2 separate regions of the Mus musculus genome follow, and region 1 is linked to region 2. A link is a contact called in public promoter capture Hi-C data. All regions are on one chromosome and are shown on one strand. The core of a region is the stretch at or near the end of the contact, and the rest is flanking DNA. Distances in the headings are between cores, read along the strand shown. Region 1 holds the start of Rcl1 (RNA terminal phosphate cyclase-like 1). Region 2 holds the start of Slc1a1 (solute carrier family 1 (neuronal/epithelial high affinity glutamate transporter, system Xag), member 1).

Region 1 (7,589 bases), core at 1,977-4,476, 270 kb after region 2:
AAATTTAAGTCTCTTAATGGTGGGTGTACTGGCTAGTTTTGTGTCAACTTGACACAGGCTGGAGTTATCACAGAGAAAGGAGTTTCAGTTGGGGAAATGCCTCCATGAGATCCAGCTGTAAGGCATTTTCTCAATTAGTGATCAAGAGGGGAGGTCCTCTTGTGGGTGGGGCCATCTCTGGGATGGTAGTCTTGGGTTCTATAAGAAAGCAAGCTGAGCAAGCCAGGGGAAGCATGCCAGTAAGTAACATCCCTCCATGGCCTCTGCATCAGCTCCTGCTTCCTGACCTGCTTGAGTTCCAGTCCTGACTTCCTTTGATGATGAACAGCAACATGGAAGTGTAAGCCGAATAAACCCTTTCCTCCCTAACTGCTTCTTGGTCATGATGTTTGTGCAGGAATAGAAACCCTAACTAAGACACACCCTCATTGAGTAGAAGGTCATTTACACAGAAGTGATGAAAGTCTATACAGAATCTGCCCAAACATAGTTTTGAGTAGTCATTGTAAGCACTTGAGGACATAGAAACTCATGGTTAAACTGGAGCACAATAGTTCCAGACTGAGTCGGATAAAACGAGCCCTGGGATCCCTGAAGACTAAGGAGGAAGGATGAGAAATGGCAGGAGGTGTGGTTTTTAAGAAGCTTTGTCTGTGTAGTAGGAAAAATTTATTTCTCCCAATGTCCTATGGCTTAGTCAAGTAGATTTTGGTCCTTATAAGTAGAGAAGTGTTACAGAAGCAATCACGGAGTGAGACACATTTCATTTACCATTTAGTTAGGCAGAAGGTCCTAGGAACAAATTAATAAATTGTACAGAATATAAACATAGGCGGCATTCTACAGAGCTGTGCTGTAAGCTTCTATTCACTTACAGTCCAACTTGTGAGCTATCTTGGTGTGAAGACAAAATAAGGTCCCATAGACAAGACTCTCAGTGTGGTACCTGCTGGCACTCACTCTGTAATATCATGCAAACATTTGTTGTGGGTTGCTAATTCGTTACTGCTCAGGGATGTGCAGTCGTAGCTATCTAAACTAAAACAGCAATGTCTGTACCACACTGAATGACTTTCAGTTACTTATTATTGTGTAACAAATCACCCAACCCCGTAGCTGGCACTAATTTGTGGCTATGCAATGTGGACAGGACTTGGTGAAACAGCTCATCTTTACCTCAGATGGCATTAGTGAAGGTGCTACCAAAGACCAGTCAGGGAGTCTAGGGGTGATGAGTGAAACTGTCTGCTGGCTTACTCGATACCCTGTCTGGCACTTGATTCTGGCTACTGGGCCAGTTAGCTCTCTTCTATGTGGCTTTTGCTGCATTCCAACTATGCTGAAGACGCTTCTCCCCTACCCCCGCATCCCCCAGAAGGTTTAGAAGTCTAAAAGAATAGCTTAGTAAATGGAGCTGTCATTGTGATTCTGCCATTTACTGTGTTGCTTACAACAAGCTCCCCCTCCCCCTTCTACATCTCAGTTCTCAGATTTTATAAGTCAGGACTTATTCTCAATTGCCCAGAAGACGCGGAGGCAAAAAATGAGAGTGGACATAATTTATTTGAGAGTTATTTCTAGCACGTATCAGAGAGAAGCTGGGAAGGGATACAGGGAAAGAAGCCAGGAGATGGTGCTTAACCAAGAGGATGCCACAGCCAGAAACTGGAGCTGAAAGGACACCCCAGAGTTACCTCCTGGATGTGCAAAGAGAGCCTGGGTATTTCCATGTCAGCCCAGGACAGTCATTGCCTGAAGACTAGGAGAATTGATACCTCAGTACTATTGGCCTGCAATTCCAGGTGGGTTTGAAAATCTAGAAGCAGAGGTGAGACGCTGATGGAATAAAACTCAGAAGGTCTCCATTGAAAGCAGTGAGCTCTGAACGGATGTGAGCATTCTTTATTGAATAATATCTTTTTTCTAAAGACTATTGAGTAATTAAACGAGATAGCATTAAAAAAGAAAATGAAAAATCCATTCCTGATGTGAAAGTACCCCTGGTGCTTTAGTATTCTTCACAACAACGTTTAGAGGAGAGCCTATGGGTCCTGGAGCTTTTCCAAAGAACGCTGCCTGTCAGATGCCGCTTAGCTGTGTAAAGGCAGTCTTAACAGAATGGCGTTGTGGTAAGTGGGTTAGCTGCCTCAGTGGATTTCAGGGCTGATCCGTAGACTCTTCTCTGATGGCCACTGATGCTCCTCGGGGTTTCCTTGGGACTCTCACTCGCTTAGGATGGCCCCCTTTTTTTTCTTTCTCCAGCTTCTACTCCATCCTTCACTGTGCTTTCTGGGACTTAAGGTCTGGGGTTACAGCCCGTGAATGGCTGGCTGTAAACCTAACACTAAGACCACTGCGTTCCTAAGTTGGTAGTCATTTGATTGTTTTTTTAATGGAGGCGTGAAACAGTACAATATTTAGAAAGGTTTTGTAGTGCAAGCTTGGATGACAGGACAGATGGAAAAGCAAGATCTCCACCCACCCATCCCCCGTGCATGCATGAGCATGTATGTCTTGAAGTTATTGCAACTGTCCATTTTGAGTCATGCGAGGTTACAGATATGTCTTGACACCAAACTCAAAGAATATGAACGAAGGGGCAGCTGAGAAAGGGACAAAGAGAGGCCCCTCATTACAAAATAAGCAGCGGTCTCTTGTCTAAAGGCTCGGGGTCCTAGTTCAGGCAGCCTCTGACAGCTTGGCAATTTCCCGGGAGTGAAAGATTGCAGGCTGCACCTCAGAGGATTTCGGCTCAGACCCAGACAAGGCGCCTACAACAGGGTAAGCGTGTCAATCCTGTTCTCTTCGGTGGCAGGAAAACGCGGGAGAGGCTAGCTAGCATCCTTGCCCGGGGCTGCCGTAGGTACGTTGCTAAGTACCACCAGCTGTGGGCACCCAGGCGGAGCCATTGCCTCCTTTATCGCATAGGCCGTGAAAGTCCGGCACAGACAGACAGACAGACCCCCAAGGCGTCTGGGCGCCGGGGTTTCCCCGCAGCACTAACTGGGTCCCTCCAGCCGCGCGCTGTTGCTGGGGCCCGGGCACCGCCCTCTTTCACTACCGGCCAATGGCAACGCGGCATGAGCACCGCCCAGCTACAGCGCAGACCAATGGCGACGCAGAGAGGGCAACACCCAGATCCCTCGTGGGCCAATGGTAGTGTGCCTCGGAGGCCGGGCCGCCCCAGCCAGGGGAGGAGGCGGGCGGGCGGCCGCTGGCTCCGCCCCGCTCCCCTCTGACCCGGTGTCTAGTCGCTCTGTCTTCCTGTTCTAAACCACGTGGACGCGTCGGGGGCTGCCTTGGTCCTGGTCGCGCTCCCGGGTCCCGGGTCCCGGGCCTCTGCGGACGGCGCGCACATGGCGACCCAGGCGCACTCACTCAGCTACGCGGGGTGTAACTTCTTGCGCCAGCGGCTGGTCCTGTCCACCCTGAGCGGGCGACCGGTCAAGATCCGCAGGATTCGCGCCAGGGACGACAACCCGGGCCTCCGAGGTGACTTGGGAGGGGGCGCGAGGAGGGAGGACCCGGGGTCGTAGCCCGGAGTGGCCACTGGGCGCGTGGGAGGGATGGTGGTCGGGCGACAGATCTGTCCGCGAGCTGCGCCACGCGTGGAAGGATGCCCTGTGGCTCCTGGGCACGGGTAGTAAACAGCTGCACGTTTTCCTGGCTAGCTTGTTGCTACGAATCGTAGGCATCGCCCACTCGCTTCCCTCTCTTGAGTCTCTTGCTTTCGCCATAAACCTCCCTGGAGAAAAACAAACAGTTTATTGGACCAACATCTAGTGATTGAGTGAGACATTAGAGAGAAAAGTACCACAGATTGGTTTCCCAATCTCATCCAAAGCAGGTCTCTGAAACCGCTGCCCCGCTTGGACACCAGTTTTTGTCGCCATTATTTATCTCCTCCCCCCCCCACCACACCCCCGCCCTATCTCTTCGGAAGTGTATTATAAAATTTTATTTTTAAACGATGCGCTTGTTTCTATTAGTCACCGATGTGCGCAGTAGCGAAGCTTTGTAATAGGGTTTTGTTTTGTTTTTCTTGAACCGGAGTCTCATGTTGCTCAGGTTGCCTTCAAACTATGTATGTAACTGAGGATGCCCTTCAAGTCCTGTTCCTTCTACCTCCCCACCTCCCGAGTGCTGGGATTACAGGTCTGCTCCTGAGCGCTCAACCAAGATAGTTTTTACGTCGTAGACGTAGTTGTCTTGGCTTAAGGAAAAGGAAGGCCAAACATTAAACTGCAGGCTTCAAAGGTCTTATTGATTTATCTGTCTCACAAAGGTAGATAGATAGGTTGAACCCATCATTTGAACCCGCGTCTTGTTAAATGGCTTTGGTTTGCAGCTGTTCCCCTAGAATTTAGGTGCGTGTTCAAAAGTGTCTCCAAGATCCCTTCTGATAAAGACAATTGAACCAATTAAAACCAAAAAGAGAAAAAAAAAAAAAACTATCAGTAGCCTGAAAGGGGGGGGGGGGTTGTAGTTCGTTCAGGAGACCTCCTGGGTCAGGCTGGTATGTTTATTTTTGCGAGGTTTTTTTTTTTTTTTTTCTTTTCTTACTAGAGGGCTAGATTATTTCATCATGTCTGAATTTTTTTTTAATAATTTCATTGCTACCACTGTAAACGTTTTGTGCATGGTGATGGAAATAGGTTAGGAAAGAAAAAAAAAACAGAAGGCTTGTTAAGGGAGTGAGTAAAGTCTGTCTTCCCTGTTGGAGAGAGCACTGGGCTTGGTGACACAGCCTTGTAATCCTAGCACTCTGTAGGCTGAGGCAGGAGGATCCCAAGTTCAAGGCCAGCTTGGGCCACACAGTGTGTCTCTGAGTTAGAGGTCAGCCTGGTCTACACTTGTGAGTTCTTTTTTTTTTTTTTTTGGTTTTGTTTTTTTGTTTTTTGTTTTTTTCTTTTTCGAGACAGGGTTTCTCTGTGTAGCCCTGGCTGTCCTGGAACTCACTTTGTAGACCAGGCTGGCCTCGAACTCAGAAATCCGCCTGCCTCTGCCTCCCGAGTGCTGGGATTAAAGGCGTGCGCCACCACCGGCTGGCTCACTTGTGAGTTCTAACCTAGCCAGAGCTGCATAGTCAGACCTTGTTTTGGGAAAAAAAAAAAACAAGACCGTTTAACAGAAACAAAACCTGAAAGCAAACAGTCAAAAACCTCAGAGTTTGAGGAGAGATGATGACTAAATTGGTTGTACTCCATTCTCTCAAATCTCTTACCCCCACTCCCTCTGCACCCCCAGTTTTAAATCTGGTCCTTGGGAGAGGTTATTGCTTGGGCTGCTGTGTTGTGTTTCCAACCCCAGATTAGCCTAGAGACCTTGCTTCTACTGTGACCACTGGGCACAAGGTTTTACTTTAATTAATTAATTAATTAGTTAATTAATTAATTAATTAATTAATTAATTAAGATTGCAAGTGCTTTAGCATGGAGACTTGGGCTTTCTTTCACAAATATGTTACCCATAAGATAGAATTCAGAGTTGACTTGATAGGTGCCTTCTAATACAGTATTTCAATGTTTCTAGGAACTCACATGTGGGTTCCTTTTTCTTTCAAAAGCAGGATCTTGCCCTTGGCATTTTTCTGAAAAGCTAGGGATTCCGGTACCTGGGGAGGCAGTACTAGCTGGGATTCTATGGGGTGCCACTGTAGAACATAGTTTGCTTTGCTCCATGTCTTAGGGTTCTGTTGGTGTGGAAAAACAGTCTGACCCTAGTCCATCTGGGGAGGGAAGGGTTTATTTCAATTTATAGTTGTAGTTGCTCAGGAAGGGAAATCAGGGTAGGAAGCTGCTGCTTATGGTCTTGCCCTTTTTGCTTTCTTATATTCTGCAGATCTACCTGCCCAGGGGGACATCATTCCATGGGCTTGCCCATACATAGGCCAATGTAATGTGTGTGTTTTCTGAATTGGAATTTCCTCTCCTCAGCTGACTCTGGTTTGTGTCAAGTTAACAGCAAAACCCAACTAACACACCTTCTCAAGGTACTAATGTCACAGAGACTGACACTTGAGGTTTTAGGGTCCACTGTTCGGTTACTTTCAGAGGGACCTCGATTCACATCTCAACTTTTAATTGGTAGACTTAACGTGCCCGAAAATACATACATAAGTTAAGTATGCAAAATATGCACATATACAGAAACACATGAATGTGGATTTGGGTTCATAGTTCAGTCCTCAGTAGCATGTTCCATCTCTGCCTGCCTCTTCCTGACTCAGGTAATGGAATGTGGAACAGATTCAGAGAATACCCCGTACAGTCCAGCTGGAGTGCAATTCCCATTCCCCCAAAGGCGCTTCCTTAAACCTCCCGAAGGGAGTGCGTGTGGAGGAGGCTGCCTCAGGGCCATTCAGAAGTTTATTGAGCCTCATATTGTGCAAGGCTTTGAGGAGGGGAGTCTAGGTAGACGTTGGTTGCATTTGCACTCCGGGAACTTGTCCTCTAAACAGGAAGAACTTGAGTGGAATAGCATGGTGAAGTGAGGAGAGTCTAATGTGGTAGAGGGACCCAGTGGACCCAGAGCAGAAAATAGCCTGGCAGATGTAGGAAAGGCATTCTGGATGTCCTTCTGTTGTGACACTGGGAATGGTGGCTGAGGGTCATTACAGGTGAATGCATTCTCTTAAGCTCCGCCCACTCCCTTTAACACTTTGTGTACGTGTCTGTGTACAAGAGCACCCCACAGTGCTCCCTCAGGCTGTCCTCTGATCTATGCATGCATCCAGTTGTATATACACACCCACCCTTACACATAAAAGAAATGTCAAAACAAAACTCATTTCTGAGCCTCGGGTTTTTCTGTTGGTAAAGTAGGGCCATGGAGTACCAGTGCCTGCCTTATGGGATTTCTATGAGGACTAAACTCAATCCGTAGATGTAATGAGCAGAAGGACAAAACACAAGCTGGTTTATTAAGATTCTACCCAGCACTGGGTAAAGTTGTGCTGTCTGGTGTCCCAAGTTTTTCCCTGCTGTCATTGGGAACTTTTAAATATTTAAATTATGTTGTCCTTTGAAGTTTCCCTTTTAAGTGCTGATTTCTACATATTTGCATATTATTGGTAGTTTCATCCCCTGGTATGTTGACAGTATTTAGAGACTTTTTTTTTAGATGCCACTGGGGGGAGTTGTCAAGTAAGGAGAGCCCAAGAAACTGTTAATACCCTATGGACCCCACTGTCAAGAATTTTATTTTGTATATTAGCAATAAGTCTATTTAGTGTCAGTACTGGTACTAAACAACTCTGTTCTAGTAGACTTTAATAACTAAAGCTTTTTTTTTTCACATAATTTTTTTTATTGATTCTTCGGGAATTTCACATCATTTGCCCCACTCACCCTCATTTCCCAGTCCTTCCATATCTGCCCTCTACCCTTGTCACCTCGCCTCCATGCCCCTGCAAAAGGCAAACAACAACAACATCTTATTGACCCCACTGAGCCCCTCTATCATCTCAGCGCAGCCTTCTGTAGCAGGCAGCTTTCCCCGTCTCCAGTTCTGCTGTGTACGTTATCAATTCGCTCCGCTGTGTTTCCTGCCTCTCCATCATGTATTTGTTCCTTGTAATGGCATTGGAA
Region 2 (7,074 bases), core at 2,143-4,642:
AGACAGAAACTCAACACTGGTCAAGAAGTTCTGATAAACTACATCAAAAATTACATACTCATCTTCAAGAAAGAAAATCATAGTGTTTTCTAGCTGGATGGATGATAGATAATAGTGGGTAGATGATGTTGGTGGACAGATATATGATAGGTAGATAGGTAGAGATGGCATTATCTAGCTAGCTGGATGGATGATAGCTAGATGATACTGAGTAGATAGATAGATGATAGATATAGATAGATAGATAGATGATAGATAGATAGATAGATAGATAGATAGATAGATAGATAATGATGAAGATAGATGAAGGATAGATAGATAATGATGAAGATAGATGATGGATAGATAGATAGATAGATAGATAGATAGATAGACAGACAGACTGGTAGATAGATATGATGATAGGTAGATAGACAGACAGACAGACAGATGTCATGCACAGCTACTACCTTATATGGTGTCTTGAGAAAAGGAAGCAGAAGCTAAGGAAGGTTAGGTAAATTGCTCAAAGTCACACATCTTGTATGAAGCAACTGCAAACGTTTAGTTTTTCTCTCCTATGTGCTGGTTTGTCTATGCTTGATAAAATGTATTTGTTCTTCAGTTTTTCCCAGTAAGCAATAAAGCCCGTTGAAGCACAGATTTCAAGGGCGTGTAAGAATAATAAACTTATTTCAGCCAATTCAGCTTTGTAAGAACACTGAAGAGTTCCCGTGGCAGTTAATGTCTCTGGTTTGTAATGCCAAACTCGAGATCAGAAGATAAAGAAGAGCCCAAGTCCAAGAGCATCTGGTACACCCGAAGTGTCCTCAGGGTTTACAGCCACTGTCACCAGAGGCTACCTGAGAAACTGATGGTCACTGGTGTGCCTGTGGCCTCCTCTATCACAGCTGCGTGAAACCATGGAACCATTTCTGCCTTAGGAGGGTGAACTGCAGCCATCAAATCACCCCAAAAAGGCTAGCCAGAAAGAGTTGGCCTTTGGTTTCTGGGTGTCTTTTTCATTTCAGATCAGGCTGTCACCTGCTGCTTAACAGTGTATGACAAAGTCAAAGTCTCTTTCCTTTAATCACTAACTAGATATCTCCGTGAGCCAACAGTAAAAGGGAAACGGTAACAATAAGGAACACCAGTTTCTTAGAAGAAGGAGGAGGGAACCATTGCATGAGAGAAACTTACTGATGGAAATCAACCTAAAGTTTCTCTGGATAAAGTCTGAAAGACTTAGGAGTAAAAGGAAGGTGTTCACATTTATTGTGGAAAAACAGCTCTAGCACTTCTTTCTCCTTGATTTCAGGTTCTAATGGCAGGAAAGTGAATTTTATCTTCCAGGCATGGGTGTGTTGCATTCAGGGGAAATGGCTCTCAACTACCATTCCATCTGACAACATTTGTGTCCATGGAGATACAAAGGTAGAAGATAGGAAAGATACATAGATTAGATGGGGAGAGAGCACACACACATGCATTAGGGGACTTCAACTTTGCAGGGTATTGCGTGTCCCCACCATTTCTTTGTTGGTTTAGGCTGAGAAATCCCAATGAAGTATGAGACGTCAGCCATAGCAACGGTGAATTTAGGAGTTTACTCCCCTGCTCTCATAAAATGGATGTTGAGCATAGCTCATTAAGGCCTCAAGTGTCATCTGCAAGTGGAGAGGATGAACCCTTAAGGAAACCCACCCCCAAAAAAACCCCAAAAAACTTTGAGTCAAGCAAACCAGTGACTGGAGCAACTTCTCATTAGAGCTCTGGGTGCCTCCCCCCGCCCTCAACATTCCCATATAGGAGGAATTAGTTCAATGACCAGACACGGAGGTGGGCTTCTCACTTCAATCCCTCCTCCTCCTCTGTCCTGTAGAGTGAATCTTTTTCTTTCTTTCTTTCTTTTTTTTAGAAAGCTTTCTTTCTTTCTTTCTTTCTTTCTTTCTTTCTTTCTTTCTTTCTTTCTTTCTTTCTTTCTTTCTTTCTTTCTTATGAGTACTCTGCTGCTGTCTTCAGACACACCAGAAGAGGGCATTGGATCTCATTACAGATGGTTGTGAGTCACCATGTGGTTGCTGGGAATTGAACTCAGGACCTCTGGAAGAGCAGTCAGTGCTCTTACCCGCTGAGCCATCTCTCCAGTCTTTTCCTTGATAGTTTGCCCTCTTCGGGAATTTTTATTCCCAGCTCTTCCCCCAAGAAACCAGTAATCTCGAGGGAGTTTCCTCTCTCCTGATTTTTTTCTTTTTTTCTTTTGAGAATTTAACACCTGGAAAGGAGGTGAGATCATTCATAGTATAGTGTGCATGGTTAATAATGCTTAATCCATTGTCTTTTGAAGGGTTTTTAAAAATCACTCTGAACCAAAAGAATGAGGCTTTAATTGGGGGATTCTAGTGGTCGAGTAATCTGGTCAAGGAGAGTCCCCTGACAGCCAACTAAAGAGTAAACCCCAGAATGCAAAAAGGGCACAGGGCTCACTTAGTTAGTGATATGCTAAGGAGATAAGAGTCTGTTTAAAACCTGGCGTGGTGGCACACGCCTTTAATCCCAGCACTCAGGAGGCAGAGGAAGGCGGATTTCTGAGTTCGAGGCCAGGCTGGTCTACAAAGTGAGCTCCAGGATAGCCAGGGCTATACAGAGAAATCCTGTCTCAAAAAACCAAAAAAAAAAAAAAAAAAAAAAAAAAAAAAGGAGTCTGCTTAAGTAAGAGTAAAACCAGAATAAGAAATTCAGGTAGCAAAGTGTGTGACCACACTAACCCAGATTCTCCCAACTACACCCTGTAAGGTATTTGGCCTTGGGGATAGAATAGGCCCGCCCACCTTCCCACACCAGCAGGCCTTAATTACCCAGTAATGGCCACAAGGCGAGTCCCTAGGGGTGCATTTGTTAAGTTGTGCAAGAGATGACCACGCCCACGCGCAAGGTGTACAACCAAGCCTTGGTCCGGGCAGATCCTGTCTGACCCTCGAGTCAGAGAATAATCCCGCAGGGAATATCAGAGAATTAAATAGTCCCGCAGGTAATATCAGAGATCACGTGGGGAAAAAAAACCCCAAAGCTGCTGACAGTGCGTCACCCCAAAGCTGCTCTGACAGTGTGTCCCTTCTTGTGGCTCTGAAGCCTGAGGCCCAAGGCAGAAACGCGTCCCATATCAAATCCCTTCGCACTGGGCTAGGGCTGTGCGTCCCCAAGGAGACTGGTGAGGATCGTAGTGGGTCAGAAGCTCCTCGGTGGGACACCTCCACCGGGAGCCCAAGGGGACTTGATCGCCCCACGCGCACCATCCCGCCGGGACGCTCCGCCCTCCGTCTCGCTGGTTGGCCCGGTCGCTGCAGCGAGCGGCGGCGGGAGGAGCCAGGCGCGCCCGCCACGCAAAACCACCGTGCTCGGTCCCCAGCGGCAGTGGCAGCGCTGACAGCGGCCGGTGCGCGTTGTCTCCACTGTGCCCTGCATCCCGCATCTCGCATCGGCCAGGCTACCCGACTCATCGCAAACGTCAGTGCTCACCATGGGGAAGCCCACGAGCTCGGGATGTGACTGGCGCCGCTTCCTACGGAATCACTGGCTGCTGCTCTCCACCGTGGCCGCCGTGGTACTAGGTGAGTCGCGCGCGGGGGCACCAGGCGCGTGCCCGAGGCCAGGCCGCGTGCGGGACCGGGTGGGCTCGGCGTGGCACGCGCTGCCCGCATTCCCCGGTACTGGGCCCCCAAGCTCCAGATCAACCAGAGCGCTTTGGTGTCACCCGGGGGAAACAATGTTCTTAACCCCCTCCCTCCCCCATACTGGTGCTCCACGGGCTGCTGTCTCTGCTTTCTCCAAAATGATCAGAGGGCGCGTGAAAGGTGGGCAGGGGTCCTTTGAAAACAAGCGGGGTTAAATGGGGTTTAATTTGATCTTCATCCTTAACTGTTCCCACCACTTGCACACACCACCATCACCACCACCACCATCACCTTCGTGCCCAACCGCGACTGTATGAATTACTGTTCTCTGTCAGATTTAAAGAGACATCTGAGCCCGCGGAATGGTGGAGACCTTGGGAATGTTGGAGCAGAGGGTAGATACCTTCTTAGAGGGTACCTCTCCAGTCAGATTCATGCCTCATTTCTGAGCCAGCAGTTGTGGTTCACTGAGGCCACAGGGAACCAGCGCTGAGAGAACCCAACCCCCTTCTTCCTCCTGGGCAAGCTGCTCACCACGTTTTTCTATCGAAAATAATATAAGCTGCTTTTATTTGTTTTCACACTTGGGTGTATTTAAGTGGCCCATGCCTGACATACCGCTGAGCCAGGACTAGGTGGATGTCCGGGCCATTGCTCAGAGATTTGAGTTACTTGTGTTTAGAATCTCATTTTCTGGCCAGGTTGTCTGTATAACCTAAACTTGGCAATGTGCTGTAGGGTGGGAACCCTGTGGGTCTTCACACCCCAGGTGGGGCCATCCAGCAGGTAAGGACAGGTGCACCTTGAGAGAAAGTGGATTCCTAGCCAGGCTCCACCCTCTATCTGGAAGTTACAGCTGCCTCTGCTGGAAAGGGGACGATGGGGCAGCCCCTTCTCCCTGGGCACTGCACCTTGCTCCTGAGTCTGGGAATGCTTGGTGTTGCCTGCTCCTGTCCAAGGTCTTCCCCGCCAAAAATAAAATGCCTTTGGAAGTTAATGGAATCCTTGGGGTCACATGGGTTCCTCCAGAACCTTATGCAAAGGGAAGTCAGGCTTCCAGTAAATAAATAACATCCTGAATCGCATTAACAGAGGATGTTGGTGGGAGGAGAGGAGTGCAAAAGAACCCACTAGTGTCCACTTTCCCAGTGCCAAGTGGTTTAGGGCGTTTTGGGGAAAGGTTTATCACTACATTTAAAGAACAGCTCCTACCAAGGGACTGAATGGATCAGAAGACATAGCCTTGCTTGTTTTCCCAATGATGAAGACAGAATTTATTTTTAAATCTGTTTTGAAAGCCTTGGAGGTGAGCAAAGCTTGTGGCTCCTTCCCAGTTCTGTGTGTCTGAAGCCCTGGGCACTGCAGAGATCCCACTAGGTCACCAAGTGCTTGCCACCAGCAGTTGGCATGAGTGTGGGTGCCCCACAGTTCACATACCAGTTCACTAGAGCCTGCTCCAGAAAGGAAGCCTACCGGTTAGTTGCTCATTGGCCTTTGGACCAGTTGAATAAGCAAAGTCCTCAGGCCAAGAAAGGGTTTGTTTCCTCTTATTTTGCAGGCATGACCTGTGGTCTCGAGTGGACCTGGTTTTAGTGTAGGTGAACCACAGGAACTTGATTCTGGAATTTAGTTTTGAGCCCATAAATTCGCCATGTAAAATTGCAAGTGCCCTGCTGAGGTCTTACAGGCAGTCAGTCCCTTGCTCTTCTCCACTCTGGTATGAGAAACCTCCTGCTTAGAATACCATCGGGGTGCTCGAGCAGACACTTGCTGGGGTCCTCCTCCCTGCTACTCCGAGAACCTTTGCTCTGAATGAAAACTCGAACCTCCCATTGCTCAGACGACACTGGCCGGCCTGGTTAACAAGCAATGGGATCCAAACCCCTGGTCCTAGGTATCTGTTAGCCCTTACTGCGTTACGATGGTCAGCTGTTCTGCAGCTGCCAGAACTGAGCAAGCAAAATTACCAGAGCTCTCACAAAGCCTTCTTTTGGGAGGGTTTTTTTTTTTTGCATGTAGACATTAAAAAAGAAACAAAACAAAACAAAACAAAAATGTTAAACGCTGTTAGTTCCTTAGTGAAATCTTCTGAGTATATGAGTATATCTATGGAAATATTTGGCCCCCAAGATAAGTCAGCAGCTATGACTCTGCAAAATATTTTGGTCAGTGAAACTAAGAGCAAAGTCCCCCTGCCACACACAGACACAGACACACAGACACAAACAGAGAGAGAGAGAGAGAGAGAGAGAGAGAGAGGGTGGTACAAGCCAAGCCTGTATGTAGAAGCAGGAAGATCAAGAGTTCAAGGTCAGCCTCAACTACATAGTGAGTTTGAGACTAGTCTGAGCTATATGAGACGGTTTCAGAAAATGTGTGTGTATGTTTTGCTTAAAGCCTCTGAGTTTCTGAGATACAGCTTGTGAGGGAAAGTACAATTAAAGATCACTTTCATTAGATGTGTGCCGTTAACTTGGATTTTAATGGCCAAGGAGAGATGCGTTGAGATAAATGTTTGACAAATCCTTATTTGCCAGATTGGAATTAAGTAGATGACTGTTTTTGATAATTTCTGTGAAACCCTACAAAATTCTGAAAATAATATTTTTGCCTGAGAGGATCGTTTTAATTGAGTTCACCGTAACTCTTAAAAACATTCCTGGACCCCATAGTGCAGGAGAATAAGCACAGAGCCTAGTCAGGAGCCCTGGACTTGAGTCTGGGTGCTGCTATCTAGATAGGAACATTGCTTAGTCTCAGGGGCCTTCAGCTCCTTCTTAAAAAACTGAGGACATTTGTGACCAGAGTTGATTTAAGATAACGTGGAAATACCCAGTTTGTGGCTGGCATACAATAGGCATCCAGCAAATGCTACATTGGAGAAAATACGAACTTAAATAGGAGAGAATAAATATTTTCTTTAGGAGTGGAGTCTCTTCTCTGCCTGCTGTCCGTGGTAACCCAAGGGTTTCGATGGCATGCTTCATTATCAAGGTCAATACCAGTCTCTGTAATATTTTCCACTTTAGAAGAGAGAGCAGGAGGAGCTGATGACTTTGTTTTAGATCCCGGGCTGGTTCTCAACTCGCAGACAGTCAGCAGGAAGAAATGCTGTGTTCCTAGTGGGAATGATGTCCAAGCAGAATTCCTATGTGTGAGAATTGAGCTATAAACATGGAGTAGGTTATGATGTCGGGGAGAGGCTTGTGGATTCCTCGTCGTACTCGCAGCAGGAAGCATCATTCCTCCTCCAGGCTATGTGTGGAGAGATCTACAATGCCCAGATTGGGGACTCAGAAAAGGCCACAGATATGGCTCGTATCATGGGGAGCTGTCAAACTTGTTCACTGCAGAGCAGTTCCTATGAAGCTCTGAGGAAGTGATCCTGTGTTGTTCAGACTCTGAGTTAGTTCCTCCAAGT

What was found. Promoter capture Hi-C pulls out the DNA fragments that hold promoters and counts their contacts.
Region 1: a contact with region 2 is called in a promoter capture Hi-C map of hippocampal neurons, with 2.3 times the contacts expected there.

Annotation. Positions count from the first base shown.
Region 1 is chr19:29,098,149-29,105,737 of GRCm38.p6, forward strand. It overlaps Rcl1 (RNA terminal phosphate cyclase-like 1), which reads left to right and starts at 3,227. Exons shown (of 9, transcript NM_021525.2): 1 at 3,227-3,492. The coding sequence starts at 3,357.
Region 2 is chr19:28,831,743-28,838,816 of GRCm38.p6, forward strand. It overlaps Slc1a1 (solute carrier family 1 (neuronal/epithelial high affinity glutamate transporter, system Xag), member 1), which reads left to right and starts at 3,393. Exons shown (of 12, transcript NM_009199.3): 1 at 3,393-3,590. The coding sequence starts at 3,500. The region is part of intron 2 of Gm52404 (a long non-coding RNA gene); the gene reads right to left.